2 separate regions of the Triticum aestivum genome follow, and region 2 is linked to region 1. Evidence: chromatin contacts called from public Hi-C data. All regions are on one chromosome and are shown on one strand. Each heading gives the region's core, a stretch centred on a gene start, on an enhancer-like site or on the middle of the called end of the contact. The rest is flanking DNA. Distances are from core to core; before and after follow the strand shown. Region 1 holds the start of LOC123070383 (5'-nucleotidase SurE). Region 2 holds the start of LOC123070384 (mitochondrial carrier protein CoAc1).

Region 1 (3,986 bases), core at 534-3,033:
ACTTCTGTGTAATACATTTTTTCTATCATTGGATTATCAGTGAGGTGTGCATCACATGCTTCAAATGGCTAGACACTTCGAAAATGTAGTTCACTGACAACATACATTCTACATTATAAATTGCAGAAACTTATTGATTTACACTTAAACTAGCCTCTAATAAACGTAATTGGTATATGATGCTCTGAAGTTGAGGATATAATGAGTTATATACTTATATGTACTGTTCTTGGCCACAAACAATAGCAATAGCATGGTCCAGTATGCTTCTCACTAAAAGACAAAGTGGACAACAAGTAGAAGGATTCATGTACTTCTACAGCTATGATGCTATTTTTGGCTCTAAATGGAGTTTGAGTACAAAGTTTTGTTCACAAAATAACCTTATTTGCAGCTGGCGAGCTTGGAACCCCAACATTCAGCAGGCACCCTTTGAGGAAAGTTCCCTTCTCAATATCTGCCAAGGCAGCATGTATCAGTGGCAAACACAGCCCAGCTGCATCCTTGAAGTCATTGTCTTTGGTTTCATCCTTCTTCCTAGTTGCATATATGCACCACTTGTTATTAGCTTGTGTTTACCGAGTGAATAAACCATACCAGAAATGATATAGTAGATTTGGGACACAGTTTTAATGTGACTAATCGCATACCCACCAATTCAATGAGATTGCAATTGAAGGTACCCCACACATTAAAGCCTCTCTTGCAGCAGCAATGGCAGAAGAGTGGAACCTACACAGATTTGTAATCAATTACATAACTAAACTGAAACAGACTATAAATGGGCCACTTGTGAAACAAGAGCATACATCTCATAGCCGCAGTTTGACCCAGTATTGATACCACTGATCACCTGCAAACCAAATGGAATCATCCTCTCAATGACAAAGGATAATAAATCCACCTTTTCCCCTAAGCATAGTTAACAAGCACAATACCAAAGCAGGTGCCGACCAAGAAAATAGCCTCCCAGATAATGCCAATGAGATAGAATCCACAGGCGTCCCTACATTAAGAGTCATCGTAATTGGCATAGAGGAAACTCAATACCCAACAGATGAGAAATGGTAATGATACAAATGGCGCACAAATGGACGAAGAACCCTCACCTGATATCTCAAAAGCCTTCGCCCCTGTAAAATGGACGGATGTCGCAGACACAGTCTCCCGGATGGTAATGGAGTGACCACAGACAGGCTTGTCCCTTCAAATTAAAGAAAAATATTGTGATTAAATTGCTCTAAGAACCACAGGGATGATGATTAATGATGGATTAGGGAGTTACAGCAGTTCACAAAAAAATCCAGCCAGAACGATGAATCTCAAGAGAAAAATGTAACGAGAAATCAGGAGGTTGGGCGTTCGGATTGGGGGACATACGATTCAGGGGCGCACACGTGGACGTCGCATCGGCCGCCCTTGACGAGGGCGTCGACGAGCGCCACGAGACCCGGCGACTGGATCCCGCCGGCGCAGGTCAGAAGTACGACAGGCTTAGCCGGCGCGTCATCGGCCGCCGTCTCCGCTGTCGGGGCCTCGGCCTCGGCCGCGGTGGAGCCGGCGTCCTCGGGCGAAGGCGGGCGGCGGGAGGCGAGGACGGACTGCAGATTGGACACGAGCCCCGAGGGGAGGGGATTGGGCCTCCGGGACTCGTCGCCTGAGCTCGCGGCCATCGGTTTCGCCGGAGAGATGGACGGGCGTTGGGAGAGAGAGAGGGGGAGGGGGGTACGGAGGGAGGGAGGAAGAGGCAAATGTTCCAGGCGAAGCGGAGGAGGAAAATGGAGTGGAATGGGGTGGGCGCGCATAGTTTATGGATTTATCCAGACCGGGCCCGCTTTACGTGTCGAGCGAGCGTCTTTTTGACCCGCACAGATTTGAGGGAAAAGTCAAGTACTGCTCAAGCAAAAGTGTGCCAAAATTGCTTTGTCAAGTGTCATCGTTCGTTAGTTAATCTCACCCTTCAGTCTCTTTTCTTGGGTTACCTACTCCACGATCTTCGATTGTAAACTTCCGACTGTTTTTTTACATATATAATAATTTTATGCCCGATCCCATCCGTTTGATTTGTCCCTAGTTTTGAAAAACCCTCGTGTCAGGCCAAATCCATGACCCTATCCTGTCCGGCCCGTCCGTTTGAGGTAAAACGGACAAACCGGGCGGCCCAGCGCGCGGGAGCAAATGGACTTTTGTCCGTTTTGTGCCCGTTTTCGACCCATCCACGACCCAAGTTTGCGCCGCTTTTGGGGTGAAACAGACACCACGCGGACGCGTCGGCTGTCTGCGCATGTCCTCCCCTGGCCCGCCCGTCGGTGGCACAGGGCGGGCCTTTTTCTATCCGCCCCCCTCCCTCCCTCCGGCTGCACCCCACTCCACTCTTCTCCACTCTTCCCCACCTTTCCCTCGCCGCCGCCGCCGTCGGCGCTGCCATTGCAGCCGCACAACTCGGACGCGCGCTCGCCCAGCCCCTTCCCTCGTCGCCGCCGAGCTACCCAACCACGGCCACCTGGTTTGCGCACCCGCCAGCCGAATTTGGGGCGGATCCGGTTGGTCTTGAGCTCGCCCTGCTGTGGGAGGCCGGGCCGCGCCATGGACTGGCCGGGCACGTCGCCGGAAGGCCCTGGCAGGGCCGCAAGGCCACATGCAGGCAGTGACTCGTCCTCTAGCCGCTCGGATCTGCACAGTCGGTGGTCCGCCGGCAGATACACGAATGACGGTCGGCCGGGCTCGGTGCTTGCCCAAAAGCTCGTCGGCGCACCGTTGTCCCTCATCAAGTGTGACCACTGCCCAAGGATGGTCGTGCGCCGCGTGTCTACAACGCCGGAGCATCCCGAATGGATGTTCATCAAGTGCTTAAACGATGAGGTATGTGCTCTTTTTAGCTTCGGTTTGTGCTCTCGGATTAGACTAGTTGTGCTAACTTTAAGTTTTATTGTGTAGAATGGATACAAGTTTTGGTATTGGGAAGAAGAGTACATCAATATATTGATAGAGTGAAATCTAGTACATGTTCGTGCACTTTTAGCTAGCCTAGAGGCTGTAGATGAGACAAGTGCACTTGTTGCTAGATTAGAGGCTAGGCACGATACTACGTGTGAGGAAGCAACATCGACTTCTGGCTTGAAGAAGAAAGGAGGGTGCAACGTCGAGCCTCCTCCACAGATCAACAATGAGTGCACCGAGAAGGCCCTAACCCAACTCAAGGGAGCAGTTATGAAAGTTGGGTATCTTCTCAAATGTATTCTTGTGGTTCTTGTTTTCTTTGGTCTTGCTTTGCTAGTCAAAATATGATGGTGTATTGTCATGTATCAAAAATGAATGATGAAAAAAAGTTTAAAGGACTTGCAAAGAAAAGTGCCCGCGGACAAGATGCGGCCGGGATGCGTCCACGCGCTGGGTGCACGGCCACCGCATCCCAGAAACTATCCGGACACGACCCCATTGCCCTACCCAAATGGAGTTGGCCTCACGCTTGCTACCTTCGGTCGTCTATCATCACATTAAAATTTTCATAACAAATTTATATTAACTGGAAAAAATGCAAATAAGATATCAAAATGTCCAGAAAGACATCATCTATATGTACATGTCATTTGCATTCATGACAAAAGTGTTGCCTTTTGTCATGAATGTAAATGACATGCACATATAAGTGATCTTTTTCTGTATGTTTTACTATATTATTTGCATTTTTTCGAGTTAATATGAATTTGTTACAAACTTTTACATGCAACATCTAAAACCTTTGAAATTAGCATCATAGACGGTAAATAGACAGATGACTCATCTGGAAAATTGTTGTAGCGGAAAGCGAATATTGAGCCAACTTTAGGCTAGTGCTTGTGGATGATTGACCGCCCATCACTTGTCCTCTTGAGGAAGACTTCAATATTGTATCGTTGGTGTTGTATGAACATCTTCCTTGCCTCTTGACCATACAGGTAGGTTGAGAGGTAATCATCGACGACTGCTTTGAAAATATCTGAAAA
Region 2 (3,666 bases), core at 935-3,434, 570 kb after region 1:
TTAGGATGCCAGATTTGCTAAAATATGGATATGGTTTTGCCATGCGTGCAGCTTATATCAGCACATTCTCTAACAGGCCAGCAACATCCTAGTCAGTTATAGCAGATAAAAAAGGTTCTTCCTTCAACATAATGAACTGATGTTTCATCAAATATTTAAGTTCTTACAAAATTAATCATCAGAGAAATATCCAAAACACTATGTAGAAAGAGGATTTTTATTTTGTTGTCATCATAGCAAAATTTGGTGACTTAAGGTACCATACGTGACAAACCTACATCCATGTCAGCGAAATCACGCCTCAAAGTTCTTCGAGGAACCAGTTCTCTATATTCAGGGGTGTATATCTGTTTGTGCAGTACGTGTGAGCGTACAAGTATGTCCAGGGAGAGGCAGGAGAGGGGGGGAGGGGACAAAGTTATAGAAGTGCCTTTCACCAATTCGTTGGGTATCAGTTTGAAGATCGTTTTTGCATACAGGAGTACACAGTAATACAACAACAACAACAACAACAACAACAACTAAAATGTGAGCACACAGTACAATACCTGGAATGCAAGCTTGGTCCTAGCCAAGTCCAAGGGATAAGTGCACAAGACTGCAGTCCCCCCTGATGCTGAGCCTGCTAAAAGATCTACCACAGGTCCTGTGCCAAGTGTAGGGCAGTTACCCAAGATCCAACACCTGTATCGCTCATACGCCATATAATGTAATGCAGCATAAGGAACAATTCTTAACACACTGGCACCATTTCCCCTGAAGTAGTACCAAGACATGGTTAGCTGAACATATTATATGCATCTTCTGTAATAATAGTATACAAGTAATGACTTGAACTGCAACATACTTGTAAAATCCCAAGACGCCATCATGTTTTCTCAGTTTATTCAAGGATTTCAGAACTCCGAGAGACCTGAACTCATTTGTTCTAGTCTGCAGAATCAGAAAGTAAGAATGTGTTAGCAATCATAATCATTTAGAAACTTATAACTTGAATGAGAACATCTAAACCTCCCAAAATAGTATCACACACAAATTAGGCATGCAAAACCAATGAAGCAGCTGGTAGCTACTGCTGCCTCTTGCATATAAAAGACCAATGGAAGCAGACACTATCAATCCTATGGAAGTGGAACTTGCTACCTGTCACATCAAGAATAGCCTTCTTTACAAAAGATGAATAAGAGGATTCACCAAATGGCACCACATGTTGCATGGAGAAGATCTCAGAATGCTGAGAAAATCTCTCATGACCATATCCCAGCGACGCAGCCCTCCAAAATCTCTCATGCTTAATGGAACAACGTTAATAGACCTAGGCATGTTTATGGCACAGAATGTAGAAGCGCGTCTAGCACAGCCTCACATCTGCAAGTCTGCAACTGCCAGGCGTGCCATGTATCGGTTTCACTGACACAGAGCTAATGTTCTATGTCAACAGAACTGATGCACAAAGGCACACTTGCGCATCAGTTTCATTGACACGGAACTCGTGTCAAGGGACGTGCAGTCACATTCAATCACAGGCTTAGGAGAAGCGTGTCCTTCTCAATATTAAGGAGCGTGTTATCACATTCACAAGGCTTCAAAATCGCCTTTCGACTAACAACAATCTTGACGTTGACATATCATGCCTAAAGCCGCACACCCACGAAAACTCAATGAACGAAATCTCTATGATCCATGTGGGCCGAGGTGCAGAACGAACCTGTAGCAATATCTTGAGGCGCTCGAGCGGCGCGATGGCAGTCTTGGAGAAAGCACCGGCGACCCCACCGGCAATCATCTCCTTGGCGAAGACGGGCATGAGGTCGAGCGCGCAGAGGTCGACCCGGGCCGCCGCCACGGCAGCCGAGCCCTGCGAGGGGGTACCCATGCCGACGGCGCGCTCCTTTCATCCAAATCAAGCACCCCCAGCGCGAAGAATATCCTCCTGGGGCGCCGGCCCGAAGGATCCCACCGGGCGGGTCACGCGCGCGGCGGTCCGGTCAGGCCAGCCCAGCCTTGCGGCCCACGACTCCCCCTCCGCCGCCGCCGGATTTGACCGAGGCGACGCCCTGCTTCCCACGGCCACGGGGGTCGATTTGCTGTTTGCTCTTGCTCCTTTTTTCGGAGATTTATTATATATAATAAAAATAAATGTTGAGGTAGGACGGGGGAAGTGGCGTGGTGGCGGTGGCCGAAGGGGCGATGAGTAATATGCGGGAGAATCTTCGCGGCCAAACCTTAAATATCAACGCCGGTTGCCAGGAAAGCAGGGCGCCCTACTACCCGTGCATGGAAATGTCTGGCGAGTCTTGTTCCGAAACGTGCAGTCCAAGGAGTCGTACACGTGAAGAGTCCAAATCGCATTTTTCCATTTTTGAGAATCCGCCCATCGTTCGGCGGAAACATATCCGATTTGTGCAACGTCAATGCAAAAAGATATTACACCGAAGGAGTATGAAGGAATCATCTGGTAATAATAATTTTTTAAAGGGGTAGTAATGAGTTTTTATCCGTTTTGGCACTAACTAGCAAAAAGTCTCGTACGTTGCAACGAAAAAAAACATAATCTTCAATGGCCATAAACATATTTTGCTACATCACCAAGATACACTATCACTCCCAATTTGGTAAAATCATGAACAATTTTGGAATCATGAAAACTTTTTAAAACTCATGAACATATTTGAAATCATGAACATCTTTCAAATTCATTTACACTTTAACAAATTTTTGAACATTTTCTAAAATAAAGAACATTTTGTACTATTTGCAAATATCTTTTAAACATTTTTCTTGAATTGGCAAACATTTCTAGAATCGACGAACTTTTTTTGGAAATGGATGAAACAAATTTTGAAATTCACAAACATTTTTTTAATTAACTAACATTTTTTGAAATGCATGAACATTTCCGGAACATTTGTTTTTAAAATTTTGAACTTTTTTGAATAAGTAAACATTTTTTCACAAAATCATGAATATTTTTTGAATACACAAACATTTTATGATTTATTAAATAATTTATTTCAAAATACACATTTTTTTTAAAATGAAACTTTTTGAAAGTCCCGAATTATTTAAAGTAAAAAAACAGAAAAGAAAAATAAAAAAATTGAAACTGAAATTTAGAAAAAAGGCCGCCCGGACATGGGCCGGCACAAAAGGGTCGGGCTAGGCGGGGGATTACCCTGCGTAGAACATCTTTTATCACTTATAGGTGGCATCAGTGGGTAATATTTTGCAACACTAGGGGCAATTTCCGTGACGTACCGCCAGAATTAATTACTCCTCTATTACTAAATTCGAATAGCAAACACGCCCCTGCGTTGCAACGAGAGAAAAAAAACAACACACTTCTACTCTCTAGCCCAACAAATATGGCTCAAAACCCTCGAACATGCCATTCTACCCGTGTCGTTGCTTATCCTTCTTTTCACCCTCGGTGATGACAGTGATCACGATGTCCATATGATCCTAATGCGTTTGAGCGTGACAAATCTCAAGGCGATGAGCCGAGCCACCACACGACATACCTGCCATTCTATTGCTCCAAGCAATGGAATGTTTAAAATGTTAAAACTAATCTTGTTGAGCTGGATGTGAAGTTTTTGTCTGCGAACTACCGTGTAGTCTGGGTGGCGCGGCCATCGTTGCCGTTGAGCCAAGCTCATGTAAACT

Evidence for each region. Hi-C and Micro-C count contacts between places; a contact is called where the count stands out from the background.
Region 2: a contact with region 1 is called in a Hi-C map of leaf, with 5 times the contacts expected there. The contact joins the promoter of LOC123070384 here to the promoter of LOC123070383 in region 1. A contact is called at or near these places in 3 of 5 Hi-C or Micro-C datasets (all in leaf).

The regions. Positions count from the first base shown.
Region 1 is chr3B:463,925,696-463,929,681 of IWGSC CS RefSeq v2.1, forward strand. LOC123070383 (5'-nucleotidase SurE) reads right to left here and starts at 1,784. Exons shown (of 10, transcript XM_044493587.1): 1 at 1,381-1,784; 2 at 1,110-1,204; 3 at 939-1,006; 4 at 810-853; 5 at 655-732; 6 at 384-537. The coding sequence starts at 1,673.
Region 2 is chr3B:464,496,074-464,499,739 of IWGSC CS RefSeq v2.1, forward strand. It overlaps LOC123070384 (mitochondrial carrier protein CoAc1), which reads right to left and starts at 2,185. Exons shown (of 7, transcript XM_044493588.1): 1 at 1,709-2,185; 2 at 848-933; 3 at 549-756. The coding sequence starts at 1,876.